Linked DNA regions of Triticum aestivum: region 2 is linked to region 1. Evidence: chromatin contacts called from public HiCAR-type data. All regions are on one chromosome and are shown on one strand. The core of a region is the stretch at or near the end of the contact, and the rest is flanking DNA. Distances in the headings are between cores, read along the strand shown. Region 1 holds the start of LOC123112189. Region 2 holds the start of LOC123112190 (bZIP transcription factor TRAB1).

The links. HiCAR-type assays count read pairs that join an accessible place to other places.
Region 2: a contact with region 1 is called in a HiCAR-type map of leaf, with 10 times the contacts expected there. The contact joins the promoter of LOC123112190 here to the promoter of LOC123112189 in region 1. A contact is called at or near these places in 2 of 5 Hi-C or Micro-C datasets (both in leaf) and 1 of 1 datasets of contacts at active chromatin or transcription factors (leaf).

What each region holds. Positions count from the first base shown.
Region 1 is chr5B:418,691,119-418,696,587 of IWGSC CS RefSeq v2.1, forward strand. LOC123112189 reads left to right here and starts at 3,726. Exons shown (of 9, transcript XR_006455266.1): 1 at 3,726-4,152; 2 at 4,579-4,663; 3 at 4,764-4,877; 4 at 4,956-5,469.
Region 2 is chr5B:418,888,600-418,893,960 of IWGSC CS RefSeq v2.1, forward strand. It overlaps LOC123112190 (bZIP transcription factor TRAB1), which reads left to right and starts at 2,167. Exons shown (of 5, transcript XM_044533122.1): 1 at 2,167-2,359; 2 at 2,452-3,438; 3 at 3,540-3,611; 4 at 4,344-4,373. The coding sequence starts at 2,518.

The DNA of each region.
Region 1 (5,469 bases), core at 2,476-4,975:
CTATCGCTACGTCTTCAAGACCCACCTCAATAAGGTTACAATCAAGGCTCGTCGCCTTGTTTCATTATTTTTAAAGTCTTCATGACCTTAGACTCTTGGATTCGTCGCATAAAATGTCTGTTGATATCATTAAAGGAGTTTGTCGAGTTCAATGGTAGAGCTCCGATTCTCTCCATCGACTAGTTTGACGTGGTTTAAAAATGAACCCTGACCGAGACCTCCGATATTTTACGGGTAGAAAACCCACTTCCAGTTGACGACCGAGTGACCTTCCACATGATTGGTCGCCATCATCGCTCTTCTAAAAAAACATGCGCGGATTTAATGATTAGCCCATTTATGGAGATTTTTTTTTGCTAAATACGATTTGTTTGGCCGCACCCTGGCAGCATAGCATGTGATGGAGTGATCTTTGGTACGGAATTTCCTATTCGCCGCTTATTGCGGCAAGTTGTCGCACCTTCGCACAGGGCGCAGCTCACCCTGGGCCGGCCCATTTTCGGTTATTTCCCTTCTCGAGAGATCAAAAACAGCAAAACGCGAGATTAAAAATGGAGGAAAGTATCGTTTTCCCCCTCAAATCCTTTATGATGGATCAAATCCCCCCTCAAGTCTAAAACCGGATTAATCACCCCCTCAAATCTGTAATACCGGATCAATCAGGCCCCGAGCGGTTTTGAACAAGATTTTAGGTGGTTTTGATAGGAACTGCAAGATTTCTAACTTGTCGGCGACCCGACGACGTGGAGATTTTCTAGGATCTCGGCACCGGCGACGTGCTCCCCCGGCCGACCCCTTATTCTAGGGGAATCTGGCTCAGAAGGATCGCTGACGCGGACTTCGGCTCGATGCACATGTTCGGGAGGCGAGCTCCCCGAGGAGGAAGACAACCATATGCAAAACCTGCGCGCTGACAGAGTTGAAGAGGACCTCCACGAAGCCATTGATCAGGGCGGCCGCCTCGCGCCAGAGTCGCCCGATCCTGCAGGCGCATGTTTTATGCATGCTTGATGACCAGGCAATCTGAACCAGTTACATATGTAGTGCAGACATGATCAATCAGTCTAATTTCCTGATTATGCAACTCACATCGAGCAGCACAGCACGGGATAGGATTCCCAACATTCTTCTCAAGTAACCTGACAGTCTTAACATGTGTACATACTTCAGTCCAATCCACAAGCGATTGCAGCACACCCACCAATTCAGGTCCTATTAAAAAAATCAGTTCAACTAGATTCCCAGCACAAGTGATTTCTTCAGATTAACACACATGCTCGTGCACCAGTTGTTTGGACAGGGCTGCCATTGTCACGGACGAGGACTTGGAAGACGCAACCTGAACCGGCTATGGAGGTTGTGCACGGCGATCCAATTGGAGGAGCATGATATGGCTCACACTGGCCGACGACTATGCTGCGGCTGACCCCGATATGGCTCACACCGGCCGTCTACTTCCTCACCAACACGCAAGCGCAGACCATGTTCGTGCAGCAGGGCACGAAGACGGACTCCCACATCACGGGCAGCGCCGCCGACGTCCATCGAGACGGTGCTCGTCGCCACCTGCGTCACGATCATAACAGGGCCGTTGCATCATCCGTGGCGTTCGCGCCGCTGCGGCTCATGGGGATCGGGCACGCGACGGCGACTGGCACAGTGGCCACCATGGCCGCGTGCGCCGAGACGCGCAGGCTGCAGATGGCGGCACAAATGGGCATAGCGTGGCTACTGCTGCAGTACGTCATGATGGACACGTGGAGAATGAGCTGGTAGCAAAGTCCTCGACGGGCTCGCTCGCCGCCACCCGACAAGTTCGAAATCGTGCGATTCTTCTCCAAAACCACCTAAAATCCTGCTCAAAACCACTCGGGGCCTAATTGATCCGGTATTACAGATTTGAGGGGGTGATTAATCCGGTTTTAGACTTGAGGGAGGATTTGATCCATCATGAAAGATTTGAGGGGGAAAACGATACTTTCCTCTTAAAAATGTTTGCGCCAGGGATCGAACCCAGCACCAAATGTAGATGTACAGGCGGCGCTAGCCACCAGGACTGCTTCGTACAAGGTAACAAACTACAACGCGAAACGTATATAAACACACATCAGCGACAAAACTAAAAACCAGTTCACGGAATTTCCAAAAAACTTTTGTTCCTTCTACTGGTTTTTTCGGGTTTTCTTCACTGTCTTTTTCTGTTCTTTCGTTTTCTTTATTTTTTCTTTTCATTTTAAGTTAAAATATTGTTAAGAATTTTCAATAAAAATCTTGTTTGTCAAAATTTGTTCATGTTTTTGAAATAGTGTTCACATTGCCAAATTTTTGTTCACAATTTCGAAAAATGTTCCTGATTTCACATTTTTTCTTACAACTCAAAAAGATGTTCAAACTTCCAAATTTTGTTCCATTTTCAAAAATTTGTTCTCAATTTGCAAAATGTTTGTAATTTCGAAATTTGTTCATCGCTTCAAAAAATGTTCTTGGAGTTTTGTTCATGTTCTGAAAAATGTTCAAAATTTATAATTTTGTTCACATTTTCAAAAATTGTTCGCATTGTTAAAAATTGTTCTAAATTTCCAAAGAAAATCATGTATAAAAATTTCTTGGAGTTTCAAATTTTTGTTCGCATTTTCAAAAAAATGTTCTCACTTTTAAATTTTGTTTGTGTTCTGAAAAAAGTTTACAATTGTAGATTTTGTTCATTTTTTCTAAAAAATGTTCTGAATTTATAAATTTGTTCGTTTTTTCGAAATTTTCTGTTACAAATTTGTCCGTAATTTTGAAAAATGTTCGCGTTTGCAATTTTTGGATTTTCTATCAAACATTAAGTCTAATCGATGTCATTGTTGTTTCTTATACACTCCCGCTGCAAGTTTAGCAGTAAAACTAGTTTGGCGCAGTGGCTAGCATAGCGTGCGCTAGTCCACGAAGTCGTCCGTTCGAATCCCATACCTGCGTATTACTTTTCTCGCATTTTTTCATCTCGCGAATGGCCAAATGGGCCGGCCCAGTTTCGGCACGCCAGTGCGAAACGCCGACATTTCGGCGCAATTAGCGTCACATAGGAGCTCTCCTTTGGTACACCTTAGGAACGTTCCTGCCACCAAACGATGCACACATGACACATCGCACACCCCCAAGCTCTGTGCTACGTTCAGCGAACCGTGGCGACACAGCAGTAGCACGGCACGTGGCCACAGCCGCTGGTACACTGCTACCGTGCTCCACGCCTTCAACCACCTGCCGGCGCTCCCATCCAGCGGACCCATGCAACCTGAACCCCCATTGTTCCACCGCAGTAGATCTACATGCTCCATGGTTAGCCCAATGCGCTGAAACTGCGCGCCCTGCAGCAGAGAGGTCGCCGTCGTTCCAGCTGCGGCCACCGTGGCGCGGGGTCAGCCGGGACCCCGCCCCCGCCTGCATCACGCCTGGACTTTCACTCCTCGACCTGGACGCCGTCGGATGCATGCCATTGCCATTGTTTCACAGCGACCGACCGACTGTTAGATAGTCGTCACGAGACAGCCATGCTGGGGTAAACCTGGTACGGAGACGGGCGGCGACGGCACGAGAGGTGAGGTGGGTGGAGTTGGTGAGGTGAGGTTCCCTGCGCCGCGGGGCAGAAGAAACAACAAGGACGACACCGACATGGACGGGGGCGCCGATCGGGGGCAAACTAGTCGATAAAACTGTCCGTTGATTTCAGCGCCGCGCACGTTCTTGAGCTCTCGGCTCACGTTGCCTCGCCTCGCGGCCTCGAGATGCCGGACGTACACCCACGTCCCAATCCACTCCGCCTCGCCGCCTGACACGTCTATTAAAATGCCAGGACTTCTCACTCTTCCATACCCGCCACTTTTAATGGCCACCGCCGATTGAGTGGGAGAGCACAGCAAACTCACTGACGAGGCAGGCGGCAGGTGGGATTCTTGCTTTCTTGTTTTTGAGACAAAAATGCGCGGCGCCGGTGATTGCGAGCTGGAGCTCCGGGGCGTAATGGGGGAGGAGGAGGGGGTTGCGTCGGCGTCGGCGTCGGCGTCGGAGAGGGCAATGCGGCGGCGGAGGGGGCGGCGTCGGTGGGGAAGAGCCGAGGCGGGCGACAGCTACTCGACGAGCAGCGGCAGCGGCTCCTTCGGCTGCGACTCGGTTGGTCTTCGCCCCCCTCCTCCATTGCTACCACCTTCCTTGGGCGTCTCTGTCGATTTCATTTGGATTAATATTCGCACATAGAATCTCTTACTGCCACGAGCGGTGGCATGGGCATGGCGCCATGCCGATCTAGCCAGATAGCACCATGGCCTGTCGCAGGTGACCACAGGAGCCTTTCCAGAAAGTGGATGGTAAAACCCAGAAATGACATGATTAGTGAGTGAATCTAGCGATCTAACGACAAAGCTGGAGGGCCCGAGGCTTGAGGATAGGCACCATCATCGCCATCTTGATTCTTGCAGCATCGCCCTCGCTAGCAAGCGAAAAAGGAGCGGAGGGGGGGCACCACCCACCCTGGGATTCTCTCCAGTCTCCAGCTTTGCAAGATTAACTTTTTAATCGGTGCTTGATGGTTGGCTGCAGCCTTTGGCCGGATTCGTGCGCGCGGATGGCGACATGGACACAGATCTGGAGACAGACGGGCTGGCCGCCACTTCATCCTCCAGTGGTGAGCACACAGCTCACACCTTGTATTCTTACCAGCGTTCTTGCTGCTCCGCTGGAGCTCCACTTTACAGCCCTTTTAAGCGAGTTTGCGCTCCCTGAAGCCTCTGCAGCGTTCACGGAGCCGCACGACGACGAGGAGGAGGCGCAGTGTGGGGTGAAGGGAGAGTGGCAAGAACCGGCCAAGAGTCCGGCGGGCGGCGCCACTGCCATCCGAGGTACGAGATTTCGAAGTTTGCGACGTACTAGGTGGTGTGAGGTTTCCCAATCTTGTATGCTTGTGTGCTGTTCGACAGAATGCCAGAGCCAGCGACGGTGCCGGACAGAGGCTGCTTACCTGCACGGTAGGAAGGGGCTGAAGCAGCGGCCAGCCTCGCTCGACTTCGGCAGCGCCGGGTTCAACAGCGGGACTCCGTTTTCTCCGGGCTTTGTGGTTGGAGGTGCCGGGTTTGTAAGCAAGGGACTTGTGTCATCGCAGATAAGCTCCGGCGTGTTCCCTAGCCCCGGCACGCCGAGCTACCCGCGGCGGCACCGGCCGTCGGCCTTGGGGTACCAAAAGGGGTGGAGCTCGGAGAGAGTGCCCCTTCCTTCCAAAGGTAATAATACTAGGAGGTACCCAGGCAGCAGCATGGCATTCCCTCTCAATAACAGGAGGACATTGCCCTCAAAATGGGAGGATGCGGAGAGGTGGATCTTCAGTCCCAAGTCAAACTCCGGCGATGCACGTGAGAAGACCGCCACATTGCCCCATGCTCGGCGGCCAAAGGCCAAAAGCGGTCCTCTTGGGCCTCCTGGAAGACTTGGTGGACA
Region 2 (5,361 bases), core at 917-3,416, 200 kb after region 1:
AGTACGATTTGGTGGCGAAGGTCAGACTTGAAGACCTTGTGCCCAAAACGCCAGTTTATTTTAAACCGGAGGTAAAGAAAGGATCCCCGAGTGTCCACATCAGACTAATCCCTAGACACATTTATGTTAGTGGGTTGCTAGCTAGAATTGCAAGAGATAGAGATGCCAGGTACCTCGTGAAAATTCAATGTTGCCTCATTGAAGATGTGTCTATATAGTCGTTCTTCGAAACATTTAAATATTATGGTACAATTTGGTGGTCAAGGTCACATTTGAAGACCTTTCCAAAGCCCAAAATGTTAGTTTCTTGTGAACTAGAGGTAGAATGGACCCTAGGGTCTTGATGAGACTAATCACGACAATTCAATTTTACTCATTGGAGATGTGTCTATCTAGTCGTTCTTCGAAACATCCATATATTATAGTACAATTTGGTGGTCAAGGTCACGTCGAAAGACCATGCCAATGTCCAAACCATTAGTTTGTGACCCAGAGGTAGAAAGGACCCCCTAGCGTCTCCATGAGACTAAGACCTAAACACACATACGTTAGTGGTTTGCTCGCCAGTATTGCAAGAGATAGAGATGTCGGTTACCTCACGACAACTAAGTGTTGCTCCATTGTAGATGTGTCTACTCTTCAAAACTTTCAAATATTATAGTGCAATTTGGTGGTCAAGGTCACATTTGAAGACCTCGCCAATGTCCAAAATGCCAGTTTCTTATAAACCCGAGGTAGAAAGGACCCCTAGCATCCACATGAGACTAATTCCTAGAAACACCAACGTTAGCGGTTTGCTTGCTAGTCTTGCAAGAGATAGAGATGCCACGTACCTCATGACAATTCAATGGTGCCTCATTACATATGTGTCTACCAGTCGTTCTTCGAAACGTCCAAATATTATAGTACAATTTGGTGGTCAAGGTCACATCGATAGACCACGCCAATGTCCAAAATGTCAGTTTCTTGTGACCCAGAGGTAGAAAGGACCCCCTAGCGTCCACATGAGACTAAGCCATAAACACTTTTACGTTAGTGTTTGCTCGCCAATATTGCAAGAGATAGAGGTGACAGTTACTTCTTGACAATTCAATGTTGCTGCATCGAAGATGTGTTTATCCGATCGTTCTTCAAAACCTTTAAATAGTATAGTACAATTTGGTGGTCAATGTCACATTGGAAGACGTTGGCAATGACCAAAACGTCAGTTTCTTGTGAACCGAAGGTAGAATTGACCCCCTAGTGTCTGCGTGAGACTAATCCCCAGACACACTTACGTTAGCGGTTTGCTCGCTAGTATTGCAAGAGATAGAGATGACACATACCTCACGACAATTCAATGTTGCCTCATTGAAGATGTGTCTATCTAGTCGTTCTTCGAAACGTTCAAGAGGACATGCATCACTCAACTACCGAAGAAGAAATAGATAGAGCGGCCACATTTTCCTCGTCGAGGTAGCGGTTCCCTTACGCAAAGTTGTCATGAAGGGTTGCATCACCAACCACGCAAAACCGGCAGCCCCGTGCGTGAACCACGGTGACTCTATTCTGCGGCATCAACCATGTGAACTTGTGTCTCCGCGAGTGCTTTCTACATCCTTTTTTCGGCTGTCGTCGCATGTAGAAAAGATAATGAAGATTTTACACAATAGATTTAACAAAAAATGTGCATTGATATTAATTGCACACAATGGATTTGACCGACAACAACATTTATTTTTATTCCCTTCACCGCTTCCATTTACTGACTTGTAAAATGGAAAGAATAGGTTTTTAGTTTGCTTATTGGTTAAACTACTCCAAGGTTTTTCTTCTGAAATATTGATGTTCTTTTCTTTGAAAGAGAAACATCGATGTTCTACTCCCTCCGTTTCAAAATAGATGACCCAACTTAGTATAAAGTTGAGTCATCTATTTTGAAACGGAGGAAGTAGTAGAGAACAAAACATTCACATTTTTGTAAAGAACAAAACCCCCTGCAATTTTGCTGTACCCAACCCGGCAGGTCGGCCCACGGTGAAGGGAGACACTAACCACCACCAACAGCGGGAGGCTGGGCGCGGGGCCCCACGGGTGCAGAGCCGCCCTGGCCTTGAGGATATTTTTGTCCGGAAGCCGCCATCGCAGCAACTGACGGAGCCAGCGCCTCCACGCGTTGCCCGCTGATTGGCCCACAGGTCCGCGTCGAGGCCCCCGGAGCCCGCCACGTAGTATTAACTACCGGGGCGGAGGGGGAGCACCCTCCCTCCCGCCCCACTGCGCTGCCCACGACGGCCAGACCTCACCAGGATCCTCTGCGCTGCGCTACCCACATTTCGCACCCACACCGCAACAAACTCGTCGTCGCCGTCGTCGCCAGGTCTCACTCTCGCCACCCTCCTCGCCTCGCCTCGCCTCTCACCCACCACTCTCTCTCCCTCTCTCTGTCTCATCTGTCTCTGGCCTTTCCAGGAAACGCATGTGACCCGCTGCGGTTTGAGGCGAATTCTCTTCTCTCCTGGTGTCCGTGTCCGTTTGATGCTCAAGGAGGACCGGTGGGGAGGGACGGAGGGGATCATGGACTTCAGGAGCAGCAACGGCGGGTCGTCCTCGGAGCGCGGGCCGGCGGAGGCGGCGCCGCTGACGAGGCAGGGGTCCATCTACTCCCTGACGTTCGAGGAGTTCCAGAGCACGCTCGGCGGGGGCGCCGGCGTGGGAGGCAGCGACCTCGGCAAGGACTTCAGCTCCATGAACATGGACGAGCTGCTCCGGAGCATCTGGACCGCCGAGGAGAGCCAGGCCATGGCCGCCTCGGCCTCGGGCGCGGGCGCCGGCCCGCCGCCCACGTCGCTGCAGGGCCAGGGCTCGCTCACGCTGCCCCGCACCCTCAGCGCCAAGACGGTCGACGAGGTGTGGCGCAACCTCGTGCGCGATGACCCGCTTCCGGTGGGTGCAGAGGGTGCCGAGCCGCAGCCCCATCGGCAGGCGACGCTCGGGGAGATGACCCTGGAGGAGTTCCTGGTCAAAGCCGGCGTGGTGCGAGAGATCCCCACCGCTCCTGCAGTGCCGGCCCCGCCCATGCAGCCGCGGCCGGTCCCCGTTGTCCCTAAAGGCCCTTCCTTCTACGGGAACTTCCCGAGCGCCAACGACGCCGGCGCGGCGGCGCTGGGGTTCCCGCCGGTCGCCATGGGGGATCTGGCCTTGGCCAATGGGCTCATGCCGAGGGCAGTGGGTATGGGAGGCGCCCCCCTGGTTGTGCAAACTGCGGTCAACCCGGTTGATTCCGGCGGCAAGGGGAGCGAGGATCTGTCATCGCCGTCGGAACCAATGCCGTACTCGTTCGAGGGGATTGTGAGGGGGAGGAGGACTGGCGGCGGCGTGGAGAAGGTGGTGGAGAGGAGGCAGAGGAGGATGATCAAGAACAGGGAGTCCGCCGCCAGGTCCCGTGCCCGCAAGCAGGTATTTTTAGCATCTTCTACACTATCTATGCGTTCTTACTTACTCCTGAAGCCCATCTGCTGGAGTTTCCTGTTTTGGTAACAATTTCCTTATCTGCGCAGGCTTATACAATGGAGTTGGAAGCCGAAGTTCAGAAGCTCAAGGACCTGAACGAGGAACTGGTGAGGAAACAGGTAGCTTTTCTACAAACTCTGCTATTGGACATGCTAAATGTGCAACTTCAGTACATTCTGTGTAAAGGAGGATTTATAGCAATGGACTCTGAAGTGGATAGTTTCAGTCTGTAGACCCCACTGGTAGCTATTTTGCTTGTTTTGTCCATGTTGGCATCAGAGTGTTCGTGGTGATTGGTGAAGCATTCACCGTGACCTGTTCCTTTTGTCTTGGTACAACCTCTGTTTATCAGAAACATTCCGATCTTTGAACCTAAGTGTGGAATATTCAGTCTCTTGTGCTTTAACCTTGATATATTAGCTTCACAGTAATGTGTTGTCGCAGTAATTTGCCTAATCAATTTTCAGGGTGATGGCTTTATTCTCATATTTGGAAGTGTTGCTCCGTCCCATATTAATTGTTGCTGAAATGGATGTATCTAGACGTATTTTAGTGCTAGATACATTCGTTTAAGCGACAATAATATGGGATGGAGAGAGTATCTAATTTCAGCCCATATGGCCGTGCAATGTATGATGTGTTCGTGCATAACGGGGCACTCTTTCATATACATGTCACAATACCATGTTGTTGTAACATGTAGTGATCCTATTCTCGTACTAGCTTATATGAGATATTGTTTATGGCTGCCAAAATCTCAGTAAATAGGACTATATACCATACTTAAAACAAGATTAATAGCTCCTTTATTGCGAACGCGGTACTAATTGTTTCTTTTCATCGTCGTGCAGAAAGAGATACTGGAAATGCAGAAAAGAGAGGTAATTGATTGTCTCTCGTCGATCCCAAACTTTCCTATTTCTATGTATAAATCAACAATTTAGCCTGTTGTTTGGTATAGTACATTCCATTTTCTTATGGATGGTATATTAGACGTCACGGTACTAAGCATGCCTTTTCCATTTTCTTATGGATGGCTGAGTTAGACGCCGCAGTACTAAGCATGTTTTTTCCATTTTCCTATGGATGCTGAGTTACACCCTGCAATACTAAGCATGCTTTTATTGCATCAGTAGCTGCATATCCCCTTTCTGTTTGGTGAATCCAAAAAATTCCTCTAAGTATAAACTGTACTTTCTATGCCAATGTTTTTCGATGACTTCACAAATGGTTTAGGACTAAGTTGATCTTTAGAATGACATTCTACAACTTTATAGGTTAAAATTACTAAATTCAGAGTTAGAACAACTGGCATTATTTTTCTGAGATTAAACTGAATTCTCAAAATTATTTTACAAGTTTTTTGACCTGACACGTGCGTGGTGTCGAAGTCGGTGGGGTCCTGACAGGGGCCTTCAGCTTGTTACAAATTCTTAAATCGAGTAAATAGCAGAATAATGCACAGATGTTTTGTTAAATTAGAAAGAGAAAATTAAACGAGGTATTCCTTATCACAGATTCAGTGTCACATCTAGGTTATAAAAGGTGAAATTTACTAGGAGTTTTTTTCTTCGAAAAGGACCATAACCCCCGGCCTCTGCATCAAGCGATGCACACAGCCATCAAATTTACTAAGAGTATTTAGATATTTATTTAAATTACATGGTTTAAGTTCCATTTCATTCAAACTATCACATAAAGAACGAAATGTGTGAAATTAAGGCTTGTCTATCTTCATATGTGAATCAGTTTATGACATATCGATCTTTTCTCACAAGGAGTCGTCCTATGGCCCCACACAGAAATAGTCTATTTCATAGAACTTGAGATGTTAATTTCCAAAATCTTGTACTGACGGGAAATTGATCT